Regions from separate parts of the Danio rerio genome. Here region 1 is linked to region 2. Evidence: chromatin contacts called from public Hi-C data. All regions are on one chromosome and are shown on one strand. The core of a region is the stretch at or near the end of the contact, and the rest is flanking DNA. Distances in the headings are between cores, read along the strand shown. Region 1 holds the start of zgc:154093. Region 2 holds the start of si:dkey-182i3.10.

Region 1 (5,427 bases), core at 1,020-3,519, 170 kb before region 2:
CCTCTCACTGGCAGAGCGGTGATAAAACAAAATGTTATTGCCCGTTTTTAAAAAGGGGAGGAGGAGCTACATTATGACCAGCTCTCTCTTCATTTTTTCGATTGAGTATACATCAAACATAGAATAAAAATGCATATTTCAGAGCACCTCACAGACCATTAAGAATGATAAAAAAATCTAAATTTTGAGAAGAACATTTAATCAATCTTTTCAAGCAAATGAGATATGACTAACATTTTCAAATAAAATAAATCAATTCTGTAATCATGTAATTCATAAAAAATATATGTAATCCAATATAAGAAAATTTAATATGATTATGAGCATTGTAAAAGGTATAATCTAATTACAGGTACTTAATTTTTGGAATTGGATTATTTCACTACGTCATAATTATATGTAATCAGTTACTACCCAGGCGGTTCATTCCGCTGTGGCGACCTCAAATTAATAAAGGGACTAAGCCGAAAAGAAAATGAATGAATGAGTTACTACCCAGCACTATCACTGTCATTGTAGGAGAGCAGTTGACAATACTCAGTTTCCTTGGATTTATGGGTTTGAGTAAAATGTTAATATTTATTTTATCCTATAATGATCTGACCACATTTTCTCCAAACTAAAAAAAATTTAAAAAAAGTTTTTATTTGGTGTGATTGAATACTACGGTTATTCCACCAAATATTGATAACTCTTTTGAAGCAAACACACTAGTATTTGCTATGCAATAATGGATAAACATATGAAAACATTCGTTTAGCAGCTATTTAATGCAACAAAAAGTAATATAAATGACAACCTCTATTCAGGTGTTGTTACAACAGGATATTACAACTCTGTTCCTGTGCTTATGCAATCAGTTTTGCTGAGTTTTAAGACTATTTATGAAACAGACAGGGTAGGGCTCGTCTATCCTATGAGTCAATGCAGAATCAGCTTGGGAGAAAAGCATCTGCAATCCTATGTGGATCTGAACAGCCATAGTTCATCACTAAATGAAACTTCTGTCAAAATTACGAACACCTAATTTTAGTTTGAAACCCAAAAGGGAAATTTTTAACAGAATGTTGGTGCTGCACTCTTTCGACTATAGTTACACTGAGCTGTCAAGCATAAAAAAGACAACAAAACACCATAAAAACATCATAAAAGTTGTCACAGTGTTCAAAGTCTTGTATTTGACCTCTGACCATATACAAATCTGATAAATGAAAATATATGCAAATGACATTTATGACATACAAGTTCATATTTGGATTTCATTTATTTAAAACAGAAGTTATATATTCAGTATATATTTACAAAGATTGCAAAAATGGCAACCATTTCAACCATTTGAATTTCAAATACCGACCAGACAAAAATGTTGGTACACACTTTAATCTAAAAAAGAAAAACTTGAGCAGTCACTGTAGTTATTTCAAAGTGAAAAAAGTATATTTTTTCACTTTTAAAAGTATATAAAATATATAATATTACTAAAGTATATGATTAATCAAATATGACTGAAAATGAACTACTGAAAATCAGAAACTGCTCCCGAATTGTGGTTCAACAGAAGCATTAAAAAAGGCAAACTAATCAAACAGGCTTGGACAAAATTGAATGTACCAACAACTCTGACCATGTATATAACACATAAGTGACATTATATGCAATATATTTGAACATTTATGTAGGCCTACAAAACGGATCCTTTTTGTAATTTTTGGAAATATATGTTGAATATATGGCATTTTACATATTCCATCATTTTCATTCGGCTTAGTCCCTTATGTATCAGCGGAATGAACCGGCAACTATTCCAGCATATACGAAGCAGATGCCCTTCTAGCTGCAACTATTGTATATATGCAAAATTCAAATATGAACTTGTAGGCTATGTCATTAATAACGTCTATGTGGGTGATCAGACTACTTCAACTGTTTGGAAATGAGCAGTTTAGACATTAAACTATATATAATGCCTGTTGTGTTCAACCAGACACTAAAAAAAGCCTGGGGCTTTTTGGAGTGAACGGTCTCTTTAAATACAATGAATATCTGAGGGGGGAAGTGTGGACAAACCGCGTTGTGGCTGTTCCTATATAAATGCGCACTTTAATGCAACTTTTAAACGACAATCGCCACACGATGTGTGGAAACTCACTTTGTTCGTCCTCTTTTCCTCTTTCACTAGCATGATGCGCGCACACGCCCCCGTCCTGCCCTTCTTCACTCTCGGCTTCAGCGCGCGCTTAAGAGGTTTATAACAACCCTTCCGAGAGCGCGCAGATAGAACAGCTTATCCACTTACATCCAGGAATAACCTACAAGAACAATCAAGGGTTTCATCGCAGATATCAAAGGCAAGTACAAATACTTTCACCTGAAGTGTTAAATATTGTGTTTTAAGACTCACTTTGTTAAACCGAGATTTACTACTGTCTCAAATTGAGTTAAATTTGTCTCAATCTGATACACTGTCAGTGGTACGATAGAAAAATCCATTAACTTAGCTACTTTTATTGTTAAAATATGAAACACTTTAATGACTTTTCATTTAATTTCAAATGATTGAACTAAGAAACTATAGTCTAAAACTACTAGATTCAAATAGAAATTTGATAATATTTTTGTAAATGTAATTTAAAAACTAAGTAAAGATATTAATAGATCATTATGAACACCTTGTTTACTGTGTTTCTGAACATGTACTATAACTAAATTGTCATATTGCTTTGGCATTACACAAGTCAGGGTATTGACTGTCAAAAGCAAAAAAATTTAAACTTCATCTAAATTATTGTCTCATCTAGCAAATACAGTCCAAACTGTGCATTTAATAAATAAACGTATATAAAATAACTAGTTTTTTTTAAACACAATGTTGGGTGTAGACTGAAGTCTCAGCAGTGTTAAAGCAATGACACCATGTGGTTTACTAGGGAAATCCGGGAATTGGCTGATCTCAAGGACTAGCTGTGTTTAAGCATTACATAATAGGAGTGTGTTAGTGTAACTGGTCCAAGAGATTTTGTGAAGGTCAAGAGGACTGGTGTCATATAAGAGATGAACATTAGTTGTCTGACAGAAGAACACACATCTTTGAAACATTCAGTTTATATCTTTGTCTTTCTTTTTACAAGCATGTTTTTACAATTGCGTCACTTGCCAATAAATCTCAGCAACAAACTGTGAACAGTCGAATGGTAAGAAACATATGCCTCTCATAGAGGAACAATAACAGAATTGTGCTTGTTTTTAATGCATCCTCTGCCAGCAATGGCATAATTAACAGCATAATTAAATTCAGCCTGCTGGGAAAAGCAGTTTACAAAAGTTGTTTTTACATACAAAGAGAATGTATTAAATGCAATTAAAGTGTCACATTTCTGAATACATTTTGTGAAGAACATCAAGCATAACATATGATTTTATATGATATAAAATACACTTATTATAGATACACTCACAGCTGAATAATATTTTGCTGCTACAGTGTGATTCATTAGAATGTATTTTATTCATCAAATGATGGCGACCCCTCATTAATAAAGGGACTACGACGAAAAGAAAATGAATGAATGAATTTTGCCTTTTGTGAGTCATGGTAAAAATGTTTAAGCAAAATTAACTGCATTTATGTATATACAGCGCTCAGCATAACTGAGTACACTGCATTTCGAAAATAAATATTTTCATCCAATTCTCAGTGAATATGGGTAATTTATATTGGTGCATTTGAACAAAACAGATTTATTAAACAGATATATTTATTAAAATAATATTTTTGCCACAGAAAATCTTTAGAAATGGAAAGATGATACATTTAAATTCATGCAAAATATTGCAAAAAATGACAAACCACAAAATTTCATCAACAAAATTGTATATATTTTTTGTTTCTCTTGATTTTTGCTACTTTTCAAAATTGTATTAAATATTTTTCCTTAAAATAAATTTGGGCTACTCATGTGTGAACCATAATTATAAGTTATTGTGTCAGATTAGTTTCAGATTTGGCTTCAGTACTGACTAAACTAATGTATATGCACAAATATAATATTAAAAAGCATCCTAAAGAAAATATTAATTTAAATGAGAGATTTGGGGGGGTGTACTCATATATGCTGAGCACTGTACATACTATTTGGTGTTATTTTACATTTAAATATTAAATTTGTGCATCTAAATATTGCTAGACGTCCGGAAAATCAGATGAACAATGTTGTTGCTGCATATTTCTCAATGTTTGTAATGTTTATTATAGTTTATGTAGATGCACTCTCACAGAATTATCCCAATTTTTTAATTATTAGTTCTATCCAAATAGACATTAATTTCATCTGGTGAAATTATATATTTAATATCGATATATACTGTATATAGTAGGGGAGTCACGGTGGCACAGTGGGTAGCACGATCACCTCACAGCAAGAAGGTCGCTGGTTCGAGTCTCGGCTGGGTCGGTTGGCATTTCTGTGTGGAGTTTGCATGTTCTCTCTGTGTTCTCATGGGTTTACTCCAGATGTTCCGGTTTCCCCCACAGTCTAAAGACATTCGTAGTGTATGTGTGTGAGTGAGTGTGTCTGAATGTTTCCCAGTGAGGGGTTGCAGCTGGAAGGGCATCCGCTGCGTAAAACATATGCTGGATAAGTTGGCGGTTTATTCCGCTGTGGCGACAACTGATTAATAAAAGGGACTAAGCCGAAAAGAAAATGAATGAATGAATATATATAGTAGAAAAATAAAATATCACAATGTCAGTTTTGTTCAATATTGTGCAGCCCTACCAATAATTGTATTGTTTTATATAACCATTTTAAGATTTTAAATAATAAACAGTGTATATGGTTTTACAGTCTTCTAGCGCTGTGTTGTAAATGTTAGAAATTGTTATTCAGAGAAACTCTGAGTAAATAATAAAACTGCTGTTATTCTGTTGTGTTCAGTTCAGGGAAGCTTTCCAAAAAGTTGTGCAATCACTACATTAAAACACTAAACACAATAGCATACGTAAGTGTGGATGTTATTTGGTGGCCAGAGTTTAAAGGAGATCTGAACTGTGGATTTCTAATCTCATTCTGCACTGCCAGTAATGTTCTGGGGCAGTTTCATAATATACTTATAAAAGCATGCATGCATGCAAATAATGACTTTGTCTATGCCAATATATGTTATTAAAGTCATGTTGTAGAACAACTGAAATGTCAGAGGGGTTGTTATTTACAGGTATATACATAACTGAGCATATATAAATACACCCCTCACAAATTTATCTTTTTAAATTCAGATTTTTAATAGGAAGCTCTACAATATTATTTGTGTGCATATACATTACATTTATCCATACTGAAGCCAAATCTGGAGCTTATCTAACAAAATAACTTATGATAACAGTCCAAAAACTAGTACACCCAAATTTATATGTTATAGAAAAATATT
Region 2 (5,709 bases), core at 1,429-3,928:
ACTCTCCGTCTCTCCCCCCAGCGATCTGACTCCGTCGGTTCCTTTTCAAAAGATGCTGACTTCTCCCAGCACCAACCACAGCGCACGCACGCAGCACGTCCAATTAGGGCGGGGTAACCTAGAAACAGGAACGGGACAGGACGAGAGAGGGAAAAAAGAGAGACACACCCACACAGCAGCACAGAAACAACCCAATACGCTCTTGTGTAACACGCCTAAGAGCACCGACAGGTGGCCCAGTACAGTCATTTATTGCCCAGTCCTCGTACAACAGCCTCTCCCACCTGCAGCCTGACAGCAGATCATCCCTCTGCGTACCGACGGCAAATGATTTAGCAGTGGCAGTGTGAAGGTATTTCCCTTGTACAGTCAAAGCAATCTGCTTCTCCTTTATTTTAACAATTTAATTTGACTGTTTGCTCTTTTCTTGTTCACAATCACAGAAATTTTATGTGAGAGTTTCAGAACTTGCCTGAGTTTATTACGTCTGGGAGATTACTGCAAATTCACTACACATCTATATTGATATACTGTATTTAATCAGCAATAAATTTAGTTAATTTGACATACTTACATAAAGTGTAGTGTAAATTAAAATACCCCTATACTGACCTATAGTGATAATTTGCAATATAAAGTATGACAAAATCTAGCGACTTTTTGGGCAGAGTTTAGCGCCTTTTTGTTGAAAATAATTAGCACCAGTGAGCCCTGCACATTCTAGTTCCAACCCTACTTCAACACGCTTACATGTAGGTGTCAAACAACACAGAAGGACTCAATTAGTTTGATTAGGTGTGTTTAATTAGGGTTAAAGCTAAACTGGGCAAAGCTAAGGCCCTCCAGGAACTTTGTTTGACACCTATGATCTAGTGTGAACGTGTAATGGTCAGAAGCAGATTTACAGAAAATAATGGACAAAACAGATTTTTAAAATGGTAAGAAAAATGACTGATAATGTGATTTGGAGACACTGCAAACGATGCAGGAACAATTCAGCATGTCTCAATCAATAAGAAAATTTGTAGTGCATATTTGATGCATAAAAAGCCTATTATTATGATAGGACAGTAGAGATTTTTTGACAGGAAAGCATTGGGAACAGAAAGAGGGGAAGGAACGACAAAGAACCTCGAGCTGGGAATCGAACTCGGGTTACCGTGACCATGTTAGTGCTATATGTCAACGCACACTACCACAAGGCTATTGGCGCCAACATCCAATACTTCTTTAATAAAAGTAAGTAGGCCTATAAATTACAAATAAATCTGTACATATTTTACCTGCTGTTTTGGGAGCGCAACAGACACATCATTTACCTCCTCATGTGTTTGACCACTGCTGATGTGTGTCTTTCTCTGCTTGGTTCATGAGATCGTCTAGATTGATGAGTACCAACCGAGTCAAGAAATGTGATAATCGGCCAATACCAATCTCTGGCCAATTGCTTGGAGCATCCCTAATAGAAATTATATTATATTATATTTTATATATATATATATATATATATATATATATATATATATATATATATATATATATATATATATATATATATATATAGTGAATTATAAATTATAAGTTGTGTCTCAATTGGTAATTCTTTGCCTTCCGTTTGTGGGATCTTAAAACCTGCAAATCCTAATGGATAAGGAGTGTCTACCTGGGTTCCAAAACACAGTAGAAAGCATTCAAATGTACTGGTTTTAATGGTTAAACTTGCAGGATTTGTAATGTTTAAATAAAATGTGTAGTGGAAACCATTTAAATGTCTGCCGTGGTTTGAACAGTTTTTTTTTTACTGAGGTTTGAATGGTTAAGCATGACTGATGCAGTACAACCAGTGTAGAAACTGAGAAACTATGCTATTATTAGATAAATTAATTTATTCATATCCATATATTCTATTCATATTGTTTTAAAACATGTATACTTTTAAAGCAACCCAAAGTTAATGTTATAAATGCATATGCTTCTTGATATAATCACATGCTCAACTGTAGTTTTCAGGGAGTTGAATAGTTGGAATATGACAGTTGCAGGAACATTGTGCTGACAATGATATGATTATATGATCAATAGGATTTAACCAAACAAACTGTTTAGAACAGTGATTAAAACATCTATTTATATGCCTGTATCTTAACTTCCCTCGAAGGACTGCCCTTTGAACGACCAGAATGAAACCTCCAGTGTTTCTTCTGTATTGTTCCCTGACTGCATGTCAGCAAAATGAATCTTCCTGAGTCTTGGAATAATATCTAATCATGACAGCTTTTTACTAGTTGGTGTTAATAAGAGTATTATTATGAATGTTCAGCTTAATAAAAAGATACTTGTATTTGGTCCAACTTGCATATCATTTATTAAACACGTTGTGTTTATTGTCGCAAATGTATGAACGCATATTATATACACTTTATGTAGACTTAACTTACTGTAAACTCCATGCTGACAGACTCGTCTGCTGTAGTTTGCGTCAGAATTGTACTCATTTCATTTACTGTTGAATGTATAAGTGTCTCCAGAACAGAGACAACCTCATACTCCAGAGAGGACATCATTCTGTTGTTTTCAGTAGCTCATGTTATCATAATTCCAAAAATAACAATACAATCTTCGTTACATGCACGCTCTCTTGGCGTCTTGTGTTGATTTAGGTGCGTTTACTCACTGCTGCCCCGCACTGGACTGGAGTGCATTTGTATTTGACGGAAACATCGAAGCACGCATATATTTGTTGTGGAAGTCCACATTGTTCATCTACTTCGTTCTTCAAATTTAAAGTAAATGTAATAAAATAAAAAATCGTCTCTTGCACATTTTTAATGCTATTTAAATAATATATTTTTATAAATTAATATTATTCAACATATTAGACATTTAAAATAATGTATTATAACATCAGGGGTATAGATTTCCGTTTATCTATTTTATTGAATGAATTATATATTTTCACTACCTGACAAAAGTCTTGTCACCTATCCAAGTTTTAGGAACAACAAATAAAAACTTGACCTCTAGTTTGTATCTAGTTGGTCATTTGGTATCAGAAGTGGCTAATATAAAAGGCAAAGGCCTCTACATTATACTTATTTTTCTAAATAAAATATGATAATGCCTTGATTTTTAATTAATACAGTATGGTTTGACTTTGCCTAGGCAAAAGTTTTGTCACTTAACAGTAATAATGTATAGAATACAAGGTCATGGTGCAGCGGAAACATAATATTGTGGAGGACTCCCATGAGCTTGAAAGACTGCATCCATCTCTGCAATGACTCAAATAACTGATTAATAAAGTAATCTGAAATGACAAAGAAAATGTTCTTGCAGGACTCTCAGAGTTCATCAAGATTCTTTGGATTCATTTTCAATGCCTCCTCCTTCATCTTACCCCAGACATGCTCAATAATTTTCATATCTGTTGACTGGGCTGGCCAATCTTGGAGCACCTTGACCTTCTTTGCTTTCAGGAACTTTGATGTGGAGGTTGAAGTATCTGTGGTGGATAGTAGAGTGCTATCCTGCTGGAGAATTTGTCCTCTCCTGTTGTTTTTTTAAATGTAATGGGCAGCACAAATGTCTTGATACCTCAGCCTGTTGATGTTACCATCCACTCTGTAGATCTCTCGCACGCCCCCATACTGAATGTATGACTTTGGTCAGGTAGTGTATATGATGCCTTTCAAAAATGTATGAATATTGATACGATGGGAAAAATAATCTAATATTTTCTGAGTACTTTTATTTTAGATATTATAAAGAGTAAAAATACACAATGTTCATGATGTAAAAACAAAAATCTATGTGTTTAGTCAGATCATTATAATTCATGTCCTTAAGTGAAGCGCTTCTTAAATTATGTTTATTATAGTACACTTATTCTACACATTGCCTTCTAGTCTCAGATCCGAGATTTAAACACACATATACTTAATTCCAGGGCCATTTATATCAAGGTGGGTCATTAACCCAACACTCAACCCCTGAAGAACCAGGACATACACACACTATGGATAATTTAACTACCCAATTTACCTAGACATTTTGTTTTTGGACTTGCGGGGAAAACTGGAGCACCCGGAGGAAACCAACGGGAAAACCGGGAGAACATGCAAACTCCCCACAGAAACACCAACCCGCCCAGCCGGGGCTCAAACCAGCAACCTTCTCCACGTGAGGTGACAGTGCTACACACAGTGACACCATGTCACCCCAAAACACACATATGCATTGCATATGTTTTACACAGTAAATCCTGCCGCAACCCAGCACTAGGAAACACCCATACACTCACCCATTTAAAAAAAAGCAAAACTATTTTAATTTTAATAACATTCGATAAACACGAACAATCCAGAAATTCACCAGTAAAGTCATTACAATCCTACATGCTCAGTTTAAACGCATCAAGTAAAACCTCTCAAACTGGAACGCATTTGTGCTCTTTATAATTTCTCTGATATGCAAAACTTTTCCAGCACTTTGTGCAGGTGTACGGCTTCTTCCCGGTGTGAATGTGCATGTGCGCCTTCAAATTATTGGGCTGCGTGAAACTCTTCAGACAAATGTCACAAGTAAACGGCTTTTCCCCGGTGTGCACAAGCCTGTGTCGTTTCAAATTAGCTGATAAATGAAACGCCTTCCCACACGTCTCGCACTTGTGAGGCTTTTCTCCTGTATGAGTGCGCATGTGCATCTTCAGCGAACTCGACAGTTTGAATCTCTTACCGCACAGCAAGCATTTATGAGGTCTTTCTCCTGAATGCAGAAACATGTGGGTTTTATATGAAGCCCTCAGAGAAAAGTCCTTACCGCAGATCTCGCACTTGAACGGTTTTTCACCGGTATGAAGCTGTTCGTGCATTCGGAGGGAATGAATGCTGCTGTACTTCCTGTCACATGACGTGCAGGCAAACGGTTTGCTGTTGTCCGAATGCAGCTGAAGGTGAGCTTTCAATGCGTAAGCGGAGCTGAGGAACTTTCCGCACACCTCACAGCGCTGAGCGTTGCTCTTTTCACCCGGATTGATTTGATTGTGTGTTAAAATATGGTTCCTCAGAACGTAATTATACTGGAAGGTTTTGCCACACATTTCACACATAAACCGTTTTTCACCGTGAACACGCATGTGGCCTTTAAGAGTGCTTCTCTGATTGAATCTTCTGCCGCAAACCTCGCAGACGTAAGGCTTGTCGCCGGTGTGAATAAGAATGTGGCGCTTTAATGTACCAGAAAGTGCGAAACTTTTCCCGCAGATGTCGCACGTGTGCGGTCTTTCGCCTGTGTGAACGCGGAGGTGGTGTTTCAAAAGTTTATGGTATTTGAAGCTCTTATTGCAATGGCTGCATTTTATGGGCCTTTCGTTGGAATGAATCCTCTTGTGATAGTTTAACGTGCCGATCAGGGAGAAACACTTTCCGCAGGTGTCACATCTATATGGTTTTTCGCCCGTGTGGACTCTTTGGTGCATATACAAACTTCTTTTGATGGTGAATCCCTGTCCACATGTTTCACAGGTAAATGGTTTGACTTCCGCATGGACTAGCTCGTGTGCTGCCAGATCTCTGAAGCTCTTTCCGCAGGTGGCACAGGGGAATTTCTTCTTCTCAAACTTCTGCGAGTGTTTGCGGAGGTGAGTTTCTAGTGCTCTCAGCAGTGTGAATTTCTTGCCGCACTTTTCACAGCCGTGCGGCCTCACGATTG

Evidence for each region. Hi-C and Micro-C count contacts between places; a contact is called where the count stands out from the background.
Region 1: a contact with region 2 is called in a Hi-C map of an unstated tissue, with 4 times the contacts expected there. The contact joins the promoter of zgc:154093 here to the promoter of si:dkey-182i3.10 in region 2. A contact is called at or near these places in 3 of 18 Hi-C or Micro-C datasets (caudal fin, hematopoietic stem cells and an unstated tissue) and 2 of 4 datasets of contacts at active chromatin or transcription factors (caudal fin and gastrula embryo).

The regions. Positions count from the first base shown.
Region 1 is chr15:26,163,347-26,168,773 of GRCz12tu, reverse strand. It overlaps zgc:154093, which reads left to right and starts at 2,269. Exons shown (of 2, transcript NM_001077731.1): 1 at 2,269-2,348.
Region 2 is chr15:25,997,930-26,003,638 of GRCz12tu, reverse strand. si:dkey-182i3.10 reads right to left here and starts at 2,678. Exons shown (of 4, transcript XM_073923697.1): 1 at 2,439-2,678; 2 at 1-1,459. si:dkey-182i3.8 reads right to left here. Exons shown (of 5, transcript NM_001423242.1): 5 at 3,793-5,709. The coding sequence ends at 4,427.